Linked DNA regions of Mus musculus: regions 2, 3, 4, 5, 6 and 7 are each linked to region 1. The links are chromatin contacts, called in public HiCAR-type and promoter capture Hi-C maps. All regions are on one chromosome and are shown on one strand. The core of a region is the stretch at or near the end of the contact, and the rest is flanking DNA. Distances in the headings are between cores, read along the strand shown. Region 1 holds the start of Naa30 (N(alpha)-acetyltransferase 30, NatC catalytic subunit). Region 2 holds the start of Gch1 (GTP cyclohydrolase 1). Region 3 holds the start of Rnase6 (ribonuclease, RNase A family, 6). Region 4 holds the start of Ang (angiogenin, ribonuclease, RNase A family, 5). Region 5 holds the start of Rnase11 (ribonuclease, RNase A family, 11 (non-active)). Region 6 holds the start of Mapk1ip1l (mitogen-activated protein kinase 1 interacting protein 1-like). Region 7 holds the start of Dlgap5 (DLG associated protein 5).

What was found. Promoter capture Hi-C pulls out the DNA fragments that hold promoters and counts their contacts. HiCAR-type assays count read pairs that join an accessible place to other places. Capture Hi-C pulls out chosen DNA fragments and counts their contacts.
Region 2: a contact with region 1 is called in a promoter capture Hi-C map of pre-B cells, with 4 times the contacts expected there. The contact joins the promoter of Gch1 here to the promoter of Naa30 in region 1. A contact is called at or near these places in 2 of 39 promoter capture datasets (hippocampal neurons and pre-B cells) and 1 of 115 datasets of contacts at active chromatin or transcription factors (embryonic forebrain).
Region 3: a promoter capture Hi-C map of pre-B cells shows a contact between it and region 1. The contact joins the promoter of Rnase6 here to the promoter of Naa30 in region 1. A contact is called at or near these places in 4 of 39 promoter capture datasets (cranial neural crest, hippocampal neurons, liver and 1 more).
Region 4: a contact with region 1 is called in a promoter capture Hi-C map of liver, with 3 times the contacts expected there. The contact joins the promoter of Ang here to the promoter of Naa30 in region 1. A contact is called at or near these places in 2 of 115 datasets of contacts at active chromatin or transcription factors (acute myeloid leukemia and embryonic forebrain) and 2 of 9 other capture datasets (adipose tissue and liver).
Region 5: a HiCAR-type map of astrocytes shows a contact between it and region 1, with 5 times the contacts expected there. The contact joins the promoter of Rnase11 here to the promoter of Naa30 in region 1. A contact is called at or near these places in 8 of 39 promoter capture datasets (the 3T3-L1 cell line, 3T3-L1-derived adipocytes, HPC-7-derived erythroid cells and 5 more), 1 of 115 datasets of contacts at active chromatin or transcription factors (astrocytes) and 3 of 9 other capture datasets (adipose tissue, embryonic stem cells and liver).
Region 6: a promoter capture Hi-C map of pre-B cells shows a contact between it and region 1, with 3 times the contacts expected there. The contact joins the promoter of Mapk1ip1l here to the promoter of Naa30 in region 1. A contact is called at or near these places in 4 of 39 promoter capture datasets (cranial neural crest, hippocampal neurons, liver and 1 more), 1 of 484 Hi-C or Micro-C datasets (CD4 T cells) and 1 of 115 datasets of contacts at active chromatin or transcription factors (astrocytes).
Region 7: a promoter capture Hi-C map of adipose tissue shows a contact between it and region 1, with 2.6 times the contacts expected there. The contact joins the promoter of Dlgap5 here to the promoter of Naa30 in region 1. A contact is called at or near these places in 2 of 39 promoter capture datasets (embryonic stem cells and pre-B cells), 1 of 115 datasets of contacts at active chromatin or transcription factors (astrocytes) and 1 of 9 other capture datasets (adipose tissue).

Annotation. Positions count from the first base shown.
Region 1 is chr14:49,170,798-49,173,730 of GRCm38.p6, forward strand. Naa30 (N(alpha)-acetyltransferase 30, NatC catalytic subunit) reads left to right here and starts at 1,449. Exons shown (of 5, transcript NM_027492.2): 1 at 1,449-1,580; 2 at 1,819-2,596. The coding sequence starts at 1,820.
Region 2 is chr14:47,187,858-47,190,790 of GRCm38.p6, forward strand. Gch1 (GTP cyclohydrolase 1) reads right to left here and starts at 1,556. Exons shown (of 6, transcript NM_008102.4): 1 at 1,095-1,556. The coding sequence starts at 1,410.
Region 3 is chr14:51,127,495-51,130,427 of GRCm38.p6, forward strand. Rnase6 (ribonuclease, RNase A family, 6) reads left to right here and starts at 1,543. Exons shown (of 2, transcript NM_030098.3): 1 at 1,543-1,670; 2 at 2,654-2,933. The coding sequence starts at 2,659.
Region 4 is chr14:51,094,432-51,097,364 of GRCm38.p6, forward strand. It overlaps Ang (angiogenin, ribonuclease, RNase A family, 5), which reads left to right and starts at 1,569. Exons shown (of 2, transcript NM_007447.3): 1 at 1,569-2,042. It overlaps Rnase4 (ribonuclease, RNase A family 4), which reads left to right and starts at 1,569. Exons shown (of 2, transcript NM_201239.3): 1 at 1,569-2,042.
Region 5 is chr14:51,048,659-51,051,591 of GRCm38.p6, forward strand. It overlaps Rnase11 (ribonuclease, RNase A family, 11 (non-active)), which reads right to left and starts at 1,505. Exons shown (of 1, transcript NM_001011877.2): 1 at 793-1,505. The coding sequence starts at 1,437. The coding sequence ends at 859.
Region 6 is chr14:47,296,897-47,299,829 of GRCm38.p6, forward strand. It overlaps Mapk1ip1l (mitogen-activated protein kinase 1 interacting protein 1-like), which reads left to right and starts at 1,378. Exons shown (of 4, transcript NM_178684.6): 1 at 1,378-1,509. Gm35078 reads left to right here. Exons shown (of 2, transcript XM_006519856.4): 2 at 1,087-1,509. The coding sequence ends at 1,492.
Region 7 is chr14:47,416,840-47,419,772 of GRCm38.p6, forward strand. It overlaps Dlgap5 (DLG associated protein 5), which reads right to left and starts at 1,568. Exons shown (of 19, transcript NM_144553.2): 1 at 1,270-1,568. It also overlaps the pseudogene Gm8353.

The DNA of each region.
Region 1 (2,933 bases), core at 199-2,698:
TACTTACACATTTTATCATCTTTAGAGGCTGAGTCTCTCTGTTTGAGCTGGTGGTGTCCTTTAATAGTCTTAGTGAAAAGGATTGTCACCCTCGTGTCTCAAACCATGCCACAGTGCAGGTTAATCTCACTTGAAATTTATTTTTATTTTTACTTAGTATTTATTTTTAGAAACAGTTTTGCTATGCAGCCCAGGCTTCCTTTGAATTCCATAGCTTTTTACTTTTGCCTTCTGAGTACTTGGATTCCAGACATGTGCTGACTACTGCAGCTCACTTTTTTTTTTTTTCAGTTTAGATTATGGCACAAAGTTGCAAACACCTGTCATAAAAGCCTATCTCTGAAAACATGAATCTTGGGCATACCTGACTAGCTCTATAAATCAGTTGAAATAAATAAAAAAGCTATCTAACACATTTTATTCTTTTTAAACTTGTTATGGGTGTTTGCCTGTATGTAGGCGTATCTGTGCACATTCCTGATGCCCTTGGAGGCCAGAAAAGGCTGTAGCCTCCCTTTGACCTGGGATTACAGACAGTTGTGAACTGCCATTTGGGTGCTGGGAATCTAACCCTAGTGTTCCTTACTGCTGACTCATCTCTTCAGCTCCTACAAGTTAATAAGTAACTTGATTAGTATGCGTGTGAGTTACTCAACTCTCAGATCAGATATGCAGAAAACTACCAGCTGTGGATTAGAGCAGAGGTAACCCACACGCTCAAAGTTTTTACACCTGCTTAGCATATCACATGGGAGGATCCCGTGAACTCTTACCAGGTGCTTCCCAACCTAACACAATTACAACCACAAATCAGGAGTACGCTTGTTAGCCGCCACCATCTCTGTCGCTTCCCCCAGTTGTTGCCTTTCGTTGTCCGGCACCTGTTTGTCACATTTATGCCTTCAATCTTTGGGGTGGAGGAATGGGGCAACAAGACTACTAGCCATTCTTTTGTCCCAACGGGGTAGGTAAAGGTTCTTCTTCTTCTTTTTTTTAAATTGCAAAATGCTATCTTCACAGCTCAATGTTTTAAATTCCCTCTAATTCGCGGTCCAGGCCGGGATTTGCTGCCTTTGTAGCCGGCGCTCCCTGCCCCACGCGCCAGGTCAGAGCAAAAGTTGTAACAGTACAGCTGCATAAAGGCACTAGAGGTTGGATGTCAACAGCCAGCAGCTCCCAGGGCACCTAGCCCTGCCCACCCGGGGAGGCTGCGGGGCGAGTTCCGCAGGAACCTCTGGAACCCCAGGCTAGAGCCCCACCCCCGGCACGCGGCCTCCCGGAAGCCCTCCGGAGACACCTCGGGCCCCGCCCCTGCACAGGTCACCTCCCTCCACGCCCCCTTTTCTGGCCCGGCAGCCGGCAGGCAGGGAAGTGTCGTAAAGCTTGGCCCAGGAAACTTTACCCGGGGTAACAGGCGAGGCGCTTTACGGCGGCGGCGGCGGCCGGGTGAGAGGCTCGGCAGCGGCGGCGACAGCGGTGGCGGTGGTGGCGGCGGAGCGGCCGCGGCGGTGAAGGCGACTGCGGCGCGGCGGTGGCTGAGGGAGAGGAGCGGCGGAAACGGCGGCGGGGAGCGGCGCGGGGTGAGCCGCGAGGAGGGGCGGGTGGGAGGCGGTGACACGGCCGGCGGCGGGGCTCGGGCGGCCAGGGACGGTGGCCGGCGCGGCGGCGTGGGGGCGGCGCGGCGTTGGGGACACTCGGTGAGGGACGGTTTCTGCCTTTGTTCCCCCCGCCTCGGCCGCCCCCGGCCCGCCAGTCCGCGCTGCCTGGCGCCGGTCGGCCGCCTCTCATGGCCTCCTCTCTCGGCTGTGTCGCTTCTAGGATGGCGGAGGTACCGCCTGGGCCTAGCAGCCTCCTCCCACCACCAGCGCCTGCGGCCCCAGCGGCGGCGGAGCTCCGCTGCCCGTTCCCGGCGGGGGCCGCGCTCGCTTGCTGCAGCGAGGACGAGGAGGACGACGAGGAGCACGAAGGCGGCTGCGGGAGCCCAGCGGGCGGCGAGGCGGCGACCTCGGCCAAGGCGCGTTCTTGCCTTCGCTGCCCGCAGCTGCCTCCGGAGCAGCAGCAGCAGCAGCTCAACGGCTTGATCGGCCCAGAACTGCGACACCTCCGGGCCGCGGCGACCCTCAAGAGTAAGGTTCTGAGTGCAGCGGAGGCGGCCGCCCCCGACGGGGCCTCCAAAGTGACTGCCACAAAAGGAGCCGAGGGACACCCGGGGGAGAGACCTCCCCACTCGGTCCCCAACAATGCAAGAACTGCACTCCCCGGCCGGTCAGAGGCAGCGGCGGCGGCGGCGGGGGCGGCGAGCGACCCCGCTGCGGCCCGAAATGGACTGGTGGAGGGCACCGAGCAGCAGGAGGAGGAGGAGATGGACGAGCAGGTGCGGCTGCTGTCTTCGTCTCTGACCACCGGCTGCAGTTTAAGGAGCTCCCAGGGCAGGGAGGCCGAGCCCGGGGAGGATCGGACGATACGATACGTCCGATATGAATCTGAGCTCCAAATGCCTGATATCATGAGACTGATCACCAAAGATCTGTCTGAACCCTACTCCATTTATACGTATAGATATTTTATCCACAACTGGCCACAGCTGTGTTTCTTGGTAAGTGGATGGAATGAAAACAGGGTGAGCCCAGCAGAGATCCAGGCCACTCGGGGCAGGGAGTGTGAGGGCCCGGAGTGTGGCCGTGGATGTATCCTTCATTTTCATAGTACCTTACAGATGGGAGGCGCGAAGGTGCGCACTTTTCCCAGGTATTCCGTGGAACTGTGTGGAAGGTAAGAGCTCGTGATCTGGGTTATCTTGTGACTTTTGGAACAGCAGCAATCCTGTGCAGAGCATGTTTCACATGGGGGCTGTCTTACATCCTGTTTACATTAGCTTCTAATCATGTTTAACCTTCCTCATCCTTAGAGCACTTTGCTGTGATTGAATTGGA
Region 2 (2,933 bases), core at 306-2,805, 2.0 Mb before region 1:
ATCTCCCACCCTTCCTTTGAGGTCGAGGAAGGTTTGGCAGAAATAATTGTTCTTTCTAGGACGGGTCCCCATGCTCTCAATGCCTTCAGGAACAGACAGGATTACTACCTTTCAAAGCAGTGTGGTTTGTTTTTGGTTTTTTGTTTTTTCCGTGTGTAATGGTGGAGGCAAAGACACACGTCACAGAGATGCCCAGATGTAAACTGGAAATGAGGCCTTTGAACTCAGCCAAAGGAACCAGAGCTTCTTTTTTATAAAGGCCAACACTGCTTAACCAAATAGGCAGCAAGGCCCTGCTTTCCACTTCCTCTTCACCCTGCCTCTGTACCCACAGCAACTGCCTCGTCACTGGCTGGGAAAGACTTGATGCCAGCAGGCTCAGACTGTGGATTTTAGGCGGCGGGGGTGGAGGTGGGTGGCTAGGAGGGCAAAAGCACGGAATCCCAGGTCCAGTGAACTTCAACCATCAGAGTATCAGCGCGGGGGTGGGGTGGAGTGTCCCTTTATTCTTTGAGGGAGCAAACATTAAAGACTTTCAGCAATAATGCTAGCTCAAGAAAAGTCCACACCTCAAACTGCTAGGAAGTCCGAATCCAGAATTGTGCCAAATTTTGGTGTAAAGTCCTAAGCTAGAGTAGTTGGATGCAAATTCCAGTTCTCTGAAGTTCCCTACCCCATTACAAGTACCTAACTTTACTTGGCTCACGGGGTGTAACGGAAACCTGGCTTCACCCAAAAGCAAGACGCGTCCCATCAACAAGTGTCCACGGGATCCTTGCGGGGGGGGGGGGGAACGGTGGATGCTGCACGTGCCTAATCGCGTTCTGAGCGCTGGGGTAAGAGGGTCTCACATCCCTTCCCGCCCCGGAGTTCAGTGTAGTGGCTATGCATTCACCCTCCCCAGAGCCCTGAGTGCCAGCCAGGAGGGACCCTCGCCTCCGCCAGGTGGAGGCTCTGGGGCCACAGCTGGGACCGGGACCTGACAACTTGGCTCCCTGCGCCAAAAGTGAAGCAACTCGGGAAAGTTCCCGGAGCTGCCCACGCTTCCTGAAGCCGCCTCCTGGCGCCCAGCACACCCCGGCGCACGCACGGACCTGAGATGGTCTCCTGGTATCCCTTGGTGAAGTACTGCATGGCGGTGGCCGCCCTCCAGGGCGTCTTGAGCAGCCCCTGCCGCTGGGGGTCCTCGCCCAGCGAGAGCAGAATGGACGAGTAAGCGGCCGCCAGTTTGGGGAGGTTCACCTGGTTTTCCTCCTCGCTGCGGTGCCGCCCTGCCTTCCAGGCGTCGGCCGGCTGTGCGCCCTTGGCCTCGGGCGGCCGGGACTTCTCGGCAGGCGGGCTGGCCCCGGGCCGCGGCAGCTCCCGCTCGGAGAACCCATTGGTGCACCTGACTCCCCGCGGCTTCTCCATGGACCCGGCGCGACCGCTCCCGAGACACCCTAGGGTGCTAACAAGCGCTGCGGCTCAGCTTAGCCGGCGGCCGTAACCTGTGGCCGTCACCCGGACTGGGGCTCAGCACCTAGGGACACTCTCGGAGTCTAGGGCAGTCGCCGGCTGGGGAGCCCCGCCGCGCCTCTCTTTTTATGGCAGGGCGACTCGGCCGGCGCCGCGAGATATTTTCATTGGCCGGAGCCTCTTGCGTCATGGATCTCTCCCCGCCCCTGAGCCCCGCCCTCCTGGGTGGCCCCTAAACCCCCGCAGTTACACAAGACAAGCTTCTGGTTAGACCCCCTCGACTTATAAAAGGAAGAACTGAGTCTACAAAAAGCCAAGAATCCGGGGAGCTGGAACCTCCGAGATAGAAACACCGATTCTCCCTCACTTTCCACCGGAAAAGGGGGCGTGTTCGCAAAAATGCTGTGGTCTAGTTGCCCTGAGAAAGATGAGCTAACTAACAGGTGACCTTGCTGGGGCAGGCAGGGTGGAGCAAATATTCTGGTGATAAGCAACCTTGTGCTCTTTTTTAAATATTTTTTTTCTTTTTAGCTTTTTTTTTTCCGAGATTACAATAATTTCCTGTCTGTTTTCCCTTTCTTCCTTCCAAACCTTCCCAAATACCTTCACCCCGCCCCCCCCCACACCTTGTTCTCTTTTACATTCAGTCTCTTTTTTTAACAGTTCTTATGTATGTATGTATGTGTGTTTCTAAATATATAAATACAACTTGCTCAGTCTGGTTAATGTCTCTTGTGTGTATACATTTTCGGGGCTAATCTGGTATTGGTGTTCTCTGTCCTAGGGAAGATTACCTCAGTCTAAGCATTCCTCGGTCACCTGTGGCTCTTTGTCTAGGGTGAGGGCTCACGAGTCGTTGTCCCACACACCCTCACCCCCATCCTTGTTTATACTTCTACTGGAGTCATTCTTTTTTTTGTTTTTTTTTTTTTTGTTTTTTTTTTTTGTTTTTTCGAGACAGGGTTTCTCTGTATAGCCCTGGCTGTCCTGGAGCTCACTTTGTAGACCAGGTTGGCCTCGAACTCAGAAATCCACCTGCCTCTGCCTCCCAAGTGCTGGGTGTCATTCTTTTGTTGTGCTTTGTTTTACTTTTTGAGACCAAGTCTCACAGTGCAGCTCTGTCTGGCCTGGAGTTCTCTATGTCGACCACCAGGAAGGCCTTTAATTCAAATGATCTGCCTGCCTCACACTTCCAAACGGTGGGATTAAAAGCATGAGCCCTGCCTCTCTCCTGCTTTAAAGACTGGAGAAGTTGTGACTTGAAAATTGTTCAGTCGTTTAAAATGTATACAACACACACACCTGCCACTCTAGAAAACCCTCTGGCCTCTCTCAAGGCATGAGTTATGGTGCATGGCACTCACCGGAGTCCCCTATGCCTAGGGAGATAATAATATTTGTGAGCTGCCAGATCGCTGCTCTGCTGTTTTAACCTGCTCTGACCTTATCTTTCACAATGACTAGGGGAAGCTTGTTTT
Region 3 (2,933 bases), core at 293-2,792, 2.0 Mb after region 1:
ACATGCCCTTGACAACCCAACCACTACCTGGCTGTGACAATTTCTGCCTGGTGCCACATGGAAGACACCCAGAGGCACAGGTGCCACTAAGATGAGCAAGTGAGTGGTGGAGAAATGGAAAAGAAAGAGAGACATAAGGATGTGTGCTCTATGAAGAGAGAGGGAACTGGAGACTCAAAGGCAGTGAGGAACAGCCTAATGTGAATAGCTTGTGGTCATGATGAGATCCTGGCCTGTGCTCCCACTGAGAACCATGTCTGGGTTCATGGCCCTGCAGAAGGAGGGGTCTGTGTTGATGTCTGTGGCCCATGATATCACCAAAGGCTGTGTGGCTGTCTCTGGTCTAGACTGCCACCTGGGACTAGGCTATGCTAAGCTGATCCTATCCCTCACTTGGGCAGTGTGGGAGAGGGCTCAGGCCTTCATCAGCTGCAGCTCAAATCAGCTCCCTCCCCCACCATATGGAGAAGCACAGTAGAACTGGCCCTGGTTTTAAGGATTGTGGGTGACCTGGGCCCCAAGGGTATGAGTGCAGAAACACTGGCTGTCCTCAGGGGCCATCTGTTGGTGTGGGCGTGGGAGAGATGCCTCCCCTCCCCCGACTGCTAGCCACCTGAAGCAGATAGGAGAGCTGGCCCCACCCCTTGCCAGCTGTAGCATTTGGAGAGCACCCTAAACCTTGCCTGGGCAGTACAGTAGATCTGGCCAAGTTGGTGTGAGCAAAGGAGAGCTATTAGGCTCACCAACTCAGCTACTACCCAGGCCCAGATCCAGGGCTTTGAGTTTGCCCACCCTTACATCTACCCTATCTATGGCAGAGCACATGAAGGGGCAGGTCCTCCAGAACCATAGCTGCAAGATCTCCAGGACTCATGGCAATAACAGGATATCCCAGAGGAGTCCCAGTGAGGATCCAGTATTGATAGTTTAGCAGAAGCCAGAGTCCCCAAACCAGACCAAAGACTCACTGCAATGAACATCTGCAAGTAAAGATGTTTGGACAAAAGGGTCTACTGTGGCACATACTGTTATACACTCTGTGAGATGTTTGTTTTCTTTCCGTGGGGAAGGTGCAAAGGTGGAGTGCGGATACGGAGGGATGAGTGACGAGAGGGATTGGGTGCATGATGTGAAATTCTCAAAAAATCAATTAAAAGTTTTTTTTGTTGTTGTTTTTTTTTTAAAGCTATTTTTAAAGATGCGTATGGGGTAAAGGAACTATATGAATGTAATTGCAGGTGCCCAAAGAGGCCAAAAGCACCAGCTATATATATATATATATATATTTTTTTTTTTTTTTTGTTAAAAAAACCTAAAATCATAGGGCTTCAAAAACGGAAGCTACAGTGAAAAAGGAAGTGCTAAGCCCACAGCAAGTGATCAGGTCCTTAAACCTCTGAGCTTTGAGGCTACTTGGTTTTTGAGTTGAGTTTGTTCTTCCTCTTCGCTGACATTGGAACTGTTAAAGAGCTCACTAGGAGGTGGAGAGTCTTACCCCACTGTACTTCTGCAAAATCTAAGGTTTCTCTTTCATAGGCTTAAAAATAAGCCTTCCTGTGCCCCACCTAGGCAGCTGTGACCGGCTTGAAGAAGAGAAACAAACAAAATATTCTGAGCCTGGGACGGATCATCTGGCCCTGTTCACCATAGGAGCCCAGCACAACCAGCAGGTAAGAGAGGTGCTTCAGGCCCCTGGCCAGGCAGCGGAGTTGTCTGGGAAATGCCAACTGGAGAGGGAAGATAAACATGGACCAAGGGATGACAGGTGGAAGCTGCAGCGGGAGGATGGGGGGTGTTACTGCAGGTATCATACAGGGAAGGGAACCCCACGAAGAGATAAGAGTGAAGATTGGGTACAAATTGACTGGATCGGACTTCTGAGAGTCTAATAACAGGCGGTTTATTCCCAGTGTATTTAAACCCAGTATAATTTGGAAAAAAAAGTTTCCTGGCATAATTCAATCTCTGATGCACAAGGAACTGTAGTAACATTGAAACTCAACTCAGGGTAGTGTCATTTCTTCAAAGAAATAGGTTCTAAAGATAAGCTACCTGTACTAGCTTAAGGGCTTAAAGGTCTGGCCTGGTTTCAGGCATACAGAGAGCATAGAGGTCATTTGGGTCATTAGTCAATTCTGGTCCTTGTTATGGAACCTTGGGGGAGCCTCTGACTGTAAGAGTCATTTATATTAAGAGCAACCTTCAGTCCTGGTTGCAGGAGCTTCATATAGCTGGCCCAACCGATAACACAGGTCACCAGAATGTTAACCACTTCCAGTTGTCAGCTTTCTGGATGGAAGGTCGGGGGTTTTCCTCTTTCCCACTGGAAAGACAATCTTGTGTGCTTAACATTTCTGGTTTCTCTGAAGATCTGTGGATGCACGGGCATTTGTGCTGTGATCCCAACAGGAAGCATTCATGTATGAATTTAGGTCAAAGAGGATGAGAGGTGACAATCAGGCCAGCCTACTCGTCTCTGACCTCCTTATTGGATTTCAAATTTTTCATAGAATTTGAATATGAGACTAGCTTACTTCATTTTTTAGGAGCTATGAAATCATAAAAGGAAGGGGGAAAAATCAAGCTAGTTGTGATAGATACGTTTGCTCTTATTGCTTCTTCTATCACCACAATCTTCCTTTTCCCTACACAGAAAACATGGTGGTAGACCTTCCCAGGTACCTTCCTCTCCTATTGCTGCTTGAGCTGTGGGAGCCGATGTATCTACTTTGCTCTCAGCCTAAGGGTCTCTCCAGGGCACACTGGTTTGAAATTCAGCACGTACAGACAAGTCGTCAACCATGCAACACAGCCATGCGCGGTGTCAACAATTATACCCAACACTGTAAACAGATAAACACCTTTCTGCATGAATCTTTCCAGAATGTGGCTGCTACCTGCAGTTTGCACAATATCACCTGCAAGAACGGTCG
Region 4 (2,933 bases), core at 319-2,818, 1.9 Mb after region 1:
TCTCTGCACAGCCCTGGCTGTTCTAGAACTAGCTCTGTAGACCAGGCTGACCTCAAACTCACAGAGATCCACCTGCCTCTGCCTCCCAAGTGCTGCTGGAATTAGGGGTTTGCTTTTTAAAAGACTTTACACTCTTAGAGTCTGCTCTGTGGTCAGGAACAAAAGCTCATTGGTGAAGGCAAACTAACTGATTTCAGAACTTTTTGCAGGCAAGTGTAGAACACTCCCAGGTTCATTGCAACACCTCCAATGACCTCATCAGACCCCAGGGGAAGCATCTTCCAGCTCCCACAGCCAGAGATTGCTCGGCTTAGCAATCAAGTTTATTTAATAACTGCTACCAAATCTTGCATCTCTGAACCTTTAAAGAGAAGCCCAGAATGTTTTTCGTGGTTAGAGGCTCTAGATCAGTTGATGAGGACTTATGTGTCAGTCACTGAGAATATAGAAATGAGTAAGTAAAAATTCTTCTCTGGAAAGGATCCACCCAATGGAGAGACACTGAGATTAACTAACTTAAAGGAATGTTGGCAGCCCATTTCTTCAGTTACACCAACGGAAGTGAATCCAGATCCATCCCGACCGTACTGTGGGTCCTTTATACCAGTGCAGTCTTCCCCAAGTGTTCCCAAGTCCGGGTGTGAACATGTCTGCAAGTCAGCGCCCCAAAGCTGCCTGCTTGCATTTTTGCTGCTTTCTGAGGGTTCCCTGTTCCTGCCACACAGAGGACCAGCCTTGCTGAGGGAGTCTGAAGATGCTGGAGTGCTGAATTCTTCCTCCTGCTACGGCGAGTCAGCTGATGCTCTCGTTTTTTTTTTTTTTTTTTTTTTTTTGTGCCCAGACTCACCTCAGACATCCCCAGCACGCTTCCACACAGTGAGAGATGCTTTGCCCCTGCCTCCACCTCTACTCCGCTGACAACCTGTAGGTCTCCCATCCCTATTTTTGCTTTTAGAAATTAGTACAGCTTAAATCACACATAAATATCTACACAATGATGGAGCAAAATCTAGAAATTGACAAGGAGCTAAAATATTGCAACTTTGCCCTATATACAAGATAAATGTATGGCAACTTTTAAAATTGTATGTATTTATTTATCTGCATGTATGTCTGTGTACCACACATATGCAATGCCCAGGGAGACCAGATGAAGGCATCACTACATATGGTTGGGAACTGCCATGTGGGTCTGAGAACTGAACCTGAGTAAGTGCCTGCAACCACTGAGCGATCTGTCCAGCCTTGAAGATGAATCTGTTAGAACAATTCTAGTAGATTTCTTCACTACCTCACTGTGTACTTTCTGGGTTTTAGAAGTCTGACCCCGTGGCTTGTCTACTCTTCGATCTTAGAGTTACCTCATAAGCAGAGCAGACATGCATAATTTCTTCTGTACTTGGTTCCCATAATGCTTAGATGTAGACAGCTGGTTTTGCAACTGTGCTTTAAAGAACAGGAAGCTGAGTAGCCATAAATATATATTCTTTTTTCTCCAGAGGATGGACAGAGGGAGGAGGAGCCCAGGAAGTGCTGTGTGTATTTCTGGGGGTTGGAGAGGTGGGGGCACAGTTGCCTCACTCCTTCCTTTAGACTTCTTTCAAAGTAGTTCCTGAAGTTGGCCTGAACGTCAGGGATAATATGTTTTTGGATCTATGGCATATGCACAGTGAAACTTCAGTCCTACCCTGAGCAAGGATAAGGACCATACACATAAGGAAAGAGGCAGCTTAGGAACAAAAGGCCGTGCTTAGCAAACATTATCATTGCTGAAAGAGATGTGTGGTCCACCAGGTGGTTAATATTTGACCCAGGCATGCTCAGGGGAAAGGTGAATGACTCCTTGTTTGCCCATGATTAGTGGCCTTGGTTTACAAGTCGCTGCCAAAGTAAAGATCCTTAGATAGGTTCTCCCCACCCCGTCACATGAGCACTGTATATTACCAGCCTGTGAGGAGCCTCTAGCTTCACACCGCAGGACCCTGTCTCCAGGAGCACGCAGCTGGACACATTCCCAGTCGGAGGAAAGCTGGCCAGCTTTGGTAAGATTCTTCCTTGTGGGTGTTCAACTCTCTGCTTCTTTTCCTCTGTGCTCTTTCTAGCAGTTCATCTATTTTAGTGAAACTGACTAACACCCCTTACGCTTTCTGGACTCAAACTTGCACATTAAAAAGAAAACGAGTAAGAGTTAAAATTTAAAATGAAAACAGGATTATTTGGTGTGGTTTGTATCTGGGAAGCAATTAATGGGATTTCGATCAAGGAGATGGAGATATAGGAGGGTTTCTTCAATTGTGATTAAAAGCCCCCAAAGGCTTAGGAAGCCATTTGCAGAAGGGCATGTGATCTGTCGTGTTTCCTCCATAACAAGCTTGGCTTGGCAGGAATAATAAGGAAAACCCCGAGTCTGGTGGTGGTGGTCCACACCTTTAATTTCAGCACTGGGGTGGTAGAGGCAGGCAGATCTCTGAGTTCAAGGCCAGTCTGGTCTATAAAGTGAGTTCCAGGACAGCCAGGGCTACCCAGAGAAAGCCTGTCTCCAAAAAGAAAAAGGAAAGAAAAGAAAAGAAAAAAAAAAAAAAAAAAAAAAAAGGAAAACCCGGAATCAGGAAGTACTTTCAGCAGTATTTCCTACTCAATTCTTTCCTAAAAAAAAAAAAGAAGGAAGAAAAAAGAAAAAGTTATGGACGCTCCTTAAAAACAAAGAGGAACATGAACCAAGATCAAAAGATGCTAGGTTGAGGGGAGAAAGGAGGAAAGACAGGAGGAAGACCAGGCACAGGGTGTTCTAGTCCAGTTGGACTGTTATGAAGATACACAAAGTAGGGAGAGTATACCTAGGAGAAGGGTGTTTATCACATTGCCACCCCAGCTGCAGGTAGTTTGCTACATGTCTAGTCTACATAGCACTGCCAACCCGGATTCCTGTGAGC
Region 5 (2,933 bases), core at 255-2,754, 1.9 Mb after region 1:
CCACACATAATGAGCCATGTGCTGCAAGAAAAAGTGTTTAGCGACATAGCATTCATTTGCACATGTTTATTTCAAATAAAATTGTTAAAAAAAAAAAAAAGAGTTGCCTTGGGATGAAGGATAAGAGGGGAAACAGGCGCATACATTTGCACAACAATGAATAACAACCTGGTAACGGTCTGTGCTTCATGCACTGTTAACTCTGCGGGCTTAAGATTGGTAGAGAAAGCATCAAGATGGAAGATAACCCTGCTTGAAACTTGCCATATACTTGACACATCACTACCTCTATTTCCTATAATTTGCCTCTCGGCAGGCACAGCTCGTGAGTAGCCAGACTTTACCTAGCGGTGACAGGAGCTTTGCTTCCTCTTTGCAGTGGTCCTGAGATAGCAACAGGGGAATGCAGGTTGTACAGTGCTGGATCTGTTGATGCCGAGACGTCTCCCCGAGGACAAGCCACCACAGCTGGGTGGCAGGCAGGCGTGTTCAGGGGCACACACATGCTCACTATCCTTGGAAGAGCAGGACTGAGTATGTACCTCACCCTCATTCACACTATCTGACCTGGAGTTTCTCTCCTTACCTTTGTCCACTTGGGCAAACTCAGCTCTGGGGTAGCTTGATAGTTAAACCAGGAAGGAGTTCAGGTTGTGGGAACAAGAGTGAGAGCGGGAAGATGAGTGTGTGTTCTAGGGTCAGCTACAAGTTTTAATTAATTTGTGCTGCTACTTTGTTTCGCTCATCCGGTTAGTACCAATAGTGTTCACCACGTACTAAAGGAAAGATGTGTGAGGCAGAAGGAGAGAAGCAACAATGACCTTGAACTTGTCCTTCTTTAGTCCCAAAGCCTGTGACTTACAATTTACAGCCACTAACTAACCAGCTCATCAGAGAATTGCTGGCCAGCACTGTCAGGATTTTCTTTAATGAGGTGATGCTGTGCTCATGGGACCTGAGGCACTGGTGGCCTGCAAGGACCTTGCACGTGGTACGCTCCAGTCCTAGGCTCCCACTGCTGCTTGGCTTGGGTGTTTGTTCACACTTCCCTCGGGTGGCCTTGGGAATTCTGAGGCTCACATCCATGGAGCCATGTATAAAGTCATTGCCCAACTGACAGGATGCATTCCCGTCTACCTCGGTTCTCCAGACTCTTAGGCTGTTTACACAGTTCCTGCCATCTCTCATAGTATTTCCCTTGGGGATAATAAAAGATAGCCTTCTGGGTGTTAGGGGTGTGGCAGACATCACATGTTTGGATATGCTGAGGCCAGTATTTTTGTCTGACAGGGTTGAGTTTGCTGATTCCTCTAGAGTCTGTTTTGCAGCAGGTTGCATCTCTTCCTGTGAAAATTGTTCTGTGGTCCCCTTCATTCTGCTTTCTGAAGGCTTTGCAAGAAGCAGTCCAAGGGCGAGCAACAGCAGAAAGACTGCCATCTTGTAAGTATGGTGATCTTGTCTGCAGTAAAGATAAAAGGAAGGAGAATGCAGGGCAGATGTTTTCCTTTTTTGTGAGGGTAACTATTCTTAGTAGCAACCTCTAAACATAAGACTCCCACAGATATAGTTGAAATATGACATAGCAAGATGACAGTCCCTTGAGCAACCTGAGCAACAATGTTAAAATCTCCACTTACAATCATTCACTCTATCTATTTAACCTTAGTTTACCAATCTGAAGAAAAAACAAAATGACGAACAAAGACATAAAACCCATGAGCTAAATCTAATGTGCAGGGACCAAGCATCTTTCTCTTTTCTGCTCTTGCTGGAGGGGTCTACAGTCTCCATGTAGGTTAAAGCCATCTCACACCTCACTATTGCTGTCTCTTACTGCCCACACAGGACCTGGCTCTGGGTGCCATGTGAACAGGCACAGACAGTAACCTTTCTCTATTCCCTGGCTTCTTCGCCACCCATTCTCAGTCACAGATCTCTCTTTACCAGTTCCTTTGACAAGATGATGCTGCCGAGAAAGAGTCCAGCTTCTTGCAGGGCTGGAAGTGACACTGTGTCTCATAGTCAAAGATTCTGCTATTGGGTCTGACCAAGGGGAGGAGGGGCAAGAAAGGGGTAGAGAGATGTGTGTGGGCTTGATGAGGAATCCAGAAGCCAAGAACACTCAAGGGGAACTGGACAGAGTGTGTTTGTGGCAGTCTGAACCTGGAGCCCGGGAAGCACCCTGCTTGCTCTTCCTTCTGCGAAGTCTTCCTCGCCATTTCCTTTAATCCCAAAGTATTTATTGTTTCCCTCTCTGAGAGCCGACTGCACATCTTTCTTTATGTTTCACTGTGTCCAGTCTTTTCACTGTCTGGTTAGGTGACAGGTACGACCCACACTCTTGTAAGGCTGACAACTCCCTGATCCTGAAACATCCTTTCTGACCACTGCTAGAGGACACACGGACCTGCGCTGACATCACATCCGAACTGTCAGCAGCATAGCATGAGTAGTCAACGTGAAGATCTTTAGTATTGTCAGTGCTAGACATTCCATAGTACGAGCCCCAGAAAAGATGATTATTTGTGTTGATAATTCTCTCTTACACTCTAAAATGATTTTTACCCTTTTCCCCCCCCTCCCCTTTAAAAGTTTCTCCTACCCATGTGCGTTCTGCACTGTCACCTCGCCTCCTTTGTCATCCCACCCTGTACCCCAACCCCATTCTGTAAAACATCACTTGAAAGACACTTTCTTGGACCTCTCAACACTTCTCTCCTTCCCTCCAGGAACAGAGAACGCCCGCCCCTGAAGGCTATGAGCCAAACCTTTGCTGTTCTCATTCCAGTCAGGACTTAGAGCTTCCCTTGTGATTTTGCTGAACAAAGCAGTCCTGATCAATCAGAGTGACCCTTTCTTATCGAAAGACACCATAAGACTCCATCTCTCCTTTTTTTTTTTACCCCCCCCACCCCCCCGCAGATTTTATTTTG
Region 6 (2,933 bases), core at 128-2,627, 1.9 Mb before region 1:
CTAGGGTTTCTTTGGGACCTGACATACATCAGAAGTCTGGGAAGGAAAAAAAAAAATGAAAAAAATTTTTTTGTTTTGTTTGTTTTCGAGACAGGGTTTCTCTGTGTATCCCTGGCTGTCCTGGAACTCACTTTGTAGACCAAGCTGGCCTCAAACTCAGAAATCTGTCTGCCTCTGCCTCTCAAGTGCTGGGATTAAAGGTGTGCGCCACCACGACCGGCTGAAAATCTGTATGTAGATTTAGATTTTGCTTTCTGGTATGTCAGTTTTGAGTCTCCCAGAAACAGAGGCCAGTCTCAAAAACCCAACACCTCTCATCTTACAGCAGTGGCTTATCAACCTTCCTAATACTGTGACTCTTTAATACCATTCCTCATGTTGTGGTAACCCCCAACCAGAAAATTAGTTCATGGCTACTTCATAACTGTATTTTTGCTACTGTTATAAATAATGTAAATATCTGATATTCGACCCCTATGAAAGAGTCGACGCCCAAAGGGTTCATAAACCACAGGTTGAGGCCACTATTCTTAATTTAAAACTTAAAGGGAATCAGAGATAGCTTATTCTGGACCCATTTTTGAATGATGATGGCACCAAAACACAAATTTAGGTTACCTCAAATTCCATGTCCCAACATGGAACCAGTATCACGAGGTTTTTAGTTTTACAGAACAGAGAACGCTATAAATCAAGGCAAAGTTTAAAACACACTGGTGGATGGATACATTGGAGGGTACATCAAGATAGAGGAAGCTTTTCTATACATCTAAGACATTATCCGATGACATTCTTAGCTTTTGGATTGGCAGAGGCTAGTTGCCTGTTAATAGACCTAAAAGGTTTTTAATCTTATTGCCACAAGATATTAGTTTTGACACAGAGGTGGCTATTCTGGAGGGCTAGCACTAGCCCAAGATAAGGTAATTAGCCCCTGGACCTGCAACATTCCAATCTTTCCACAGTACTGAAATTCCAACTTATACAACTCAGTCTCTGCAGACATATGCTTTTAAAAGTTTTCATTCGCAAGACCTTTAGAAAGACTTCCCTTTTCCCTCATCTCTTTACCCTCGATTTTAACAGGACTACTGACAGCCAGCTTGGAGCCTGTCTACAAAAACCTCTAAACACAGAGAATCCAAACTCCGCTTTCAGTCCCTGGGTTGCGGTGAGCATCACCGGCCAGGGGGTTTCCTTTGGGTCTTTTGGACTCAGGAAGCAGGGAAACCTTCCCGCGCTCCACCCAGAGGGAAACAGCCCAGGCTCCCGGAGCCACGCGGCCCTGCCTGCAGTTTCGTGGGCGGCCGGCTGGAGGCGCAGTGCAAGCTGGGCGGGGCGGGCGGAAATAACGGGCGGCCAGGTCGGCCTCCCCGCTTCCTTTTCCGGTGCCAGGAGGAGCCGTGTCGCTGTCGTCTCGGTCCATCAGGCCTTCAGCGGGTCTCCATTGCCCGTCTCTCTGGACTCACCGCCGCCACTGTGCCGCGCCTAGGACTCGGATCCTGCCGGGTGAGTCCGCTTGGGCGCCTGCGGCGGGGCGCGAGGCTGGCGGGAGACGATGCGAAGACGCGGGGTCCCGGGGGGCCTGGCGGCTCTAGAGCTTTCGATGGGGAGGGTCCCCCGGGAACCAGGCGACCGAGGGATCTAATGTCGCGCCCGTCGGGTTCCGGGGCGCCCACGTCATGCCAGGCTTGGGCGGGGGCGGGCGGGGGGTGAGGGGTTAGGCGGGAGCGGGCGACCCTCCCCCACATCCGCCTGCGTGACCGGCTGGGGGCTGGTTCGCTCCGGTTGATCCCGGATTCCCTTTGTTCCCTTAACCCTAAAGGGCAGCTTGTTTGTCCCCCACACCCCCCCCCCGTCCCCTTGCCCCTCCACCGGTATCCCAGCCACTAATTTCTAATAAAAACGACAGTGGAGGAGACCCGAATCCTTACAGCAAGGTCTGGCGCCTGATAATTCTGTGTGACAAGCTTCTCGCTGATCGTAATTACCCATTCTTTAAATGACTACGGGGGACAGAAGGTGCCATGGGCTGAGTGAGTGACGTTCTCCTTTGAGCTAGCTAGAACGCTTGAACCATTTTTTTTCCTCCCTGCCATGAAAACTGAAAGTAATGTTTTCACGAATCCTAAAGTTGAAGTATCTAAACCAGACCCCACCGTAGATGTGTAACAGCCTACTACAGAAACACACACGTGTTGCCCCCTCCCCCATGTGCGAAAGGCCTGTTTGGAGGCCAAACCCTCAGAAGCTGGAGTCGCCCTCGGAAGTCTTTGTTAGTGGCGCTCCTTGGGTGGGGAGGAGGGCAGTTTTTAGTCGTGGAGTATTGGAGCCACTCTCTAGAACACTTCCCTTCAAAAACTTTTTCCTGCAGCTGCCGAGGTTGGAATGTTCTTTTTGATTACAGAAGGAATCGGTGTCATCTTCATTCTCCCTACAGAGGTTGAGCGTTGGGCTCAGGAACCTTAGGAATTCAGCAATCTTGAGATTCTGTGACTGTTAACTATAGAGGAGCCCTAGACTCGGGGACTGTTAATTAGTAATATTTGCACAGGGTGAGCCTGTAGATAAGTGCTAGCCCGGCTTGCTACAAGGTCCTAAATTCAAGTCCCAAAACTTTAGGGAAGGAAAGAAAAAAATTCAGCAGTTGTAACTATTCAGACTATAGCGGGGAGTGGGTGGAAAATGAAATGGATAAATAATGTCGGGTCAGCTTTTGCCACCAAATAAGTTTGTGCAGTACTTAGGAAATTGCTTTTTTTTTTTTAGTTGCTCTCTGCTTTGAAAATAGACAAAGGTTTGTGGCCATATTGTATCGGTTGTAAAAGCTAACATTTGTTGAGTTTTTTGCTCAGTGCCAGGCAGTGACTTAAGAGATTTATTTACAGATTAGTATAATAAGCCTCAGCAAATCTCTGGAAAATACCCATTTA
Region 7 (2,933 bases), core at 318-2,817, 1.8 Mb before region 1:
AATATGAGTAGATATGAAAGTAGAAAAGTCATCACAGATGAGATACCACGGCCTATTTGGGGGTTATGAGTAGGAAGTAAGTAAGGTCTGAAACCCACCTAGACCCTTCATCGCAGCATCACCCTACTGTGATGAACACACTCCTGTGACTTTAACACCTGGCTAAAGCTGGCCTGATAAATACTGTGCAACCACAGTCGGAAAACCAAAACAAGAGGGCCTGCTCATGGTCAGTCGGTCTCAGCTCCAAAGGAGGCTGGTGGGAGCTATGTGAAACCTTGTTTTAATCCTCTCCCCACCAAAAGAAAAAAAGGAAAAGAGAGAAAGTGTCAAACACAACTACTAGAGAAAGAGTTTAAGCAAAACTTGTTAACACGGTTGTCTTAGACAGGGTGTCAATTGCTGCAACAAAACACCATGACCTAAAAGCAAGTTGGGGAGGAAAGGGCTTATTCAGCTCACACTTCCACTTTGCTATTCATCATCAAAGGAAGTCAGGACTGGAACTCAAGCAAGGCTGGAACCTGGAGGCAGGAGCTGGTGCTGAGGCCACAGAGTGACCCTTCTTACTGGCTTGCTTCACTTTCTTACAGAACCAAGGATTGCAGCCCAGGGATGGCTGCCACCCACAAGATGCTGGGCCCTTCCCCATTAATCATTAACTGAGAAAATGCCTTACAGCTGGACCTCATGTCGTCATTTCCTCAACTGAGGTCCTTCTTCTCTAATGGCTTGTGTCATGGTGATGGTCAAGTGGACCTCTCAGGTCAGCTCCCCTGCCTGTGCACTCATCTTAAGATTCTCCGTCTAATACTTACAGCAGGTTAGAGAGAAATGACAGCGTCTTCAGGAAAAGCAGAATCCACTGACACTTGTGGGCTATTTTGGGAGGTTACTAGCATACAGGTCGGGTAGAGTCTCATCTCTAATACGCTGTCAATGCTTTAGGATAATCTACATTTTTCATGCCAATTTTTTCCAAAGGTTTTTTTTCTTGTTGTTTATGTGTATGTCTATTTCTGTGTTGGGGTGGATGCATACTGGTGTCCAGTAGAGGGTGTCGGACCTCTTGACGCTGGAGCTACAAGGAGTTTGTGACCTGCCCTACGTGGGATGCTGGGAAGCTAACTCTGCAAACAAGTGCTCCTTCCTAACTGTTGAGCCATCTCACCTAGGCCATTTTTAAATTTTTTCGGGACAGTCTCGTCCCAGGCCATTCTCGAGCTGGTATGCAGCCACGGAGGACCTTGAACTCTTGATCCCACTTACCTGAAGCAGTTTCTGGATCCACAACAATGTCGCAACACAGAAAACTCCACCGATCCGCAGAAGGAACTCCCGGACCGACCCTTCACGGAACTGAAATTTCCCGCTGCCAGCCGCTGATTGGAGGGACTTTTGCCAACACTTCCGGAAGCTCCCGCCCCTTCCCCTCGAACGAGGCTTGCGATAGGTTGGTTCTGTGCGACATTTAAATTGTTTGGAAGGCAAAGGGTTGGGAGCGGGAGGGCGAGGGGGAGGAGGGAGGCGGTAAACCCGCTAGGCGTGGCAGCGACACACTATAAACTCAGTGGGGCGGGCCGCACTTGTTGGCTCTTCAGGCCGGTTTTCTTCTTTCCTTTTAAACGTGTTTGTTTGTTTGTTTGTTTGTTTTGGTTTTTAAGACAAGGTCTCACTATGTCTGGGAACTCACTATGTAGACAAGGCTGGCCTCGAACTCACCGAGATGCTCCTGCCTGTCACTGAGTGCTGCTGGGATTACGGGCTGAGCATCCACGCTAAAAAAAGGCAAAGGTTTTAAGTTAAACGAGATCATTTATTCCATTTCTCCTTCTTTTCTAAGGCAAAATTAACGTCTGCCTTAGAAATCAACTGAGATTTCTAACAGACACATAAACGAAGGCACACATCCCATGAGATATCAAGAAAACAAAAACGCCTGGGCCAGGACAGCTGTGCTGACCATGTGTTTGTAGACTGATCGGTATCCAGTAGACACCGGGAAGATAAATTAGGAAAGAGTTTGTAAGTTTGGCTTTTGCTTTTTCCCTGCCAACATCTTGGGAAAGAGGACCAGCTGCCTGCAGCTCTATAGCAGCACTGAGACCTCTGGGACATACAAAGAGAAAGATGAAGATAGGTAACTGACATAATATTCATGGTTATGTTAGATCTGATGGGGGAAAGAAACACCAATTTCGCGAGTGGCTGATTAAAGCAAGCTATATCTGATTAAAGCAAACTGGCCAGCCAGCTGCGGTCTCCCAAAGTGGAGATTTCAGAGAGCAGCCCCTCACTGGCTTTTGAGGTTCTTTTTATGGGAATGGGTCAGGGTTGCTAAAAAAAAAAAAAAAAAAAAAAAAAAAAGAGCCGTTGGAGATAACTGACTCTTAGTGCCTTTAGCATCTGGGCCAGCGGGAGAGTGAGCCACTCGGGGTTCAAGGCTACCTATGGGGTAGATAAATGCAAGAACACAGCATGTGGAAGGGGAGTCATCACAGGTGTTCAGGAACTTAACAAGGCAAAGGGGTGGGCGTACATCATGGGGTCACAAGTTCAGCATAGGTTGAAAAACATGGTTTGCAGGAAACAAACCTGTTCTTGTAAGGTGTTAAAAGACACCTTAAGACGTAGTAACAGTGTGTGACAATGTGGTTCCTGTTTGGGTTTCACTGTTGTTTTAAAATAGCTGAGACTGGGGGCTGGAGAGTTGCTTGGCAGTTGAGAGCACTTTCTTGCCCTGGCAGAAAACCCAGGCACCCACGTGGTGGCTCACAACTCTCTGTAACTCCAGTTCTAAAAGATCCATCACATTCTGACCTCTGTGGGCAAAACACTCATAGGCAGAAAACAAAATAAATCTTAACCCACCACCACCACCCAGGGACCCAAAACTGAGTCTCTATTGGCCTCGGCTACTTGAGGGGAGTGAA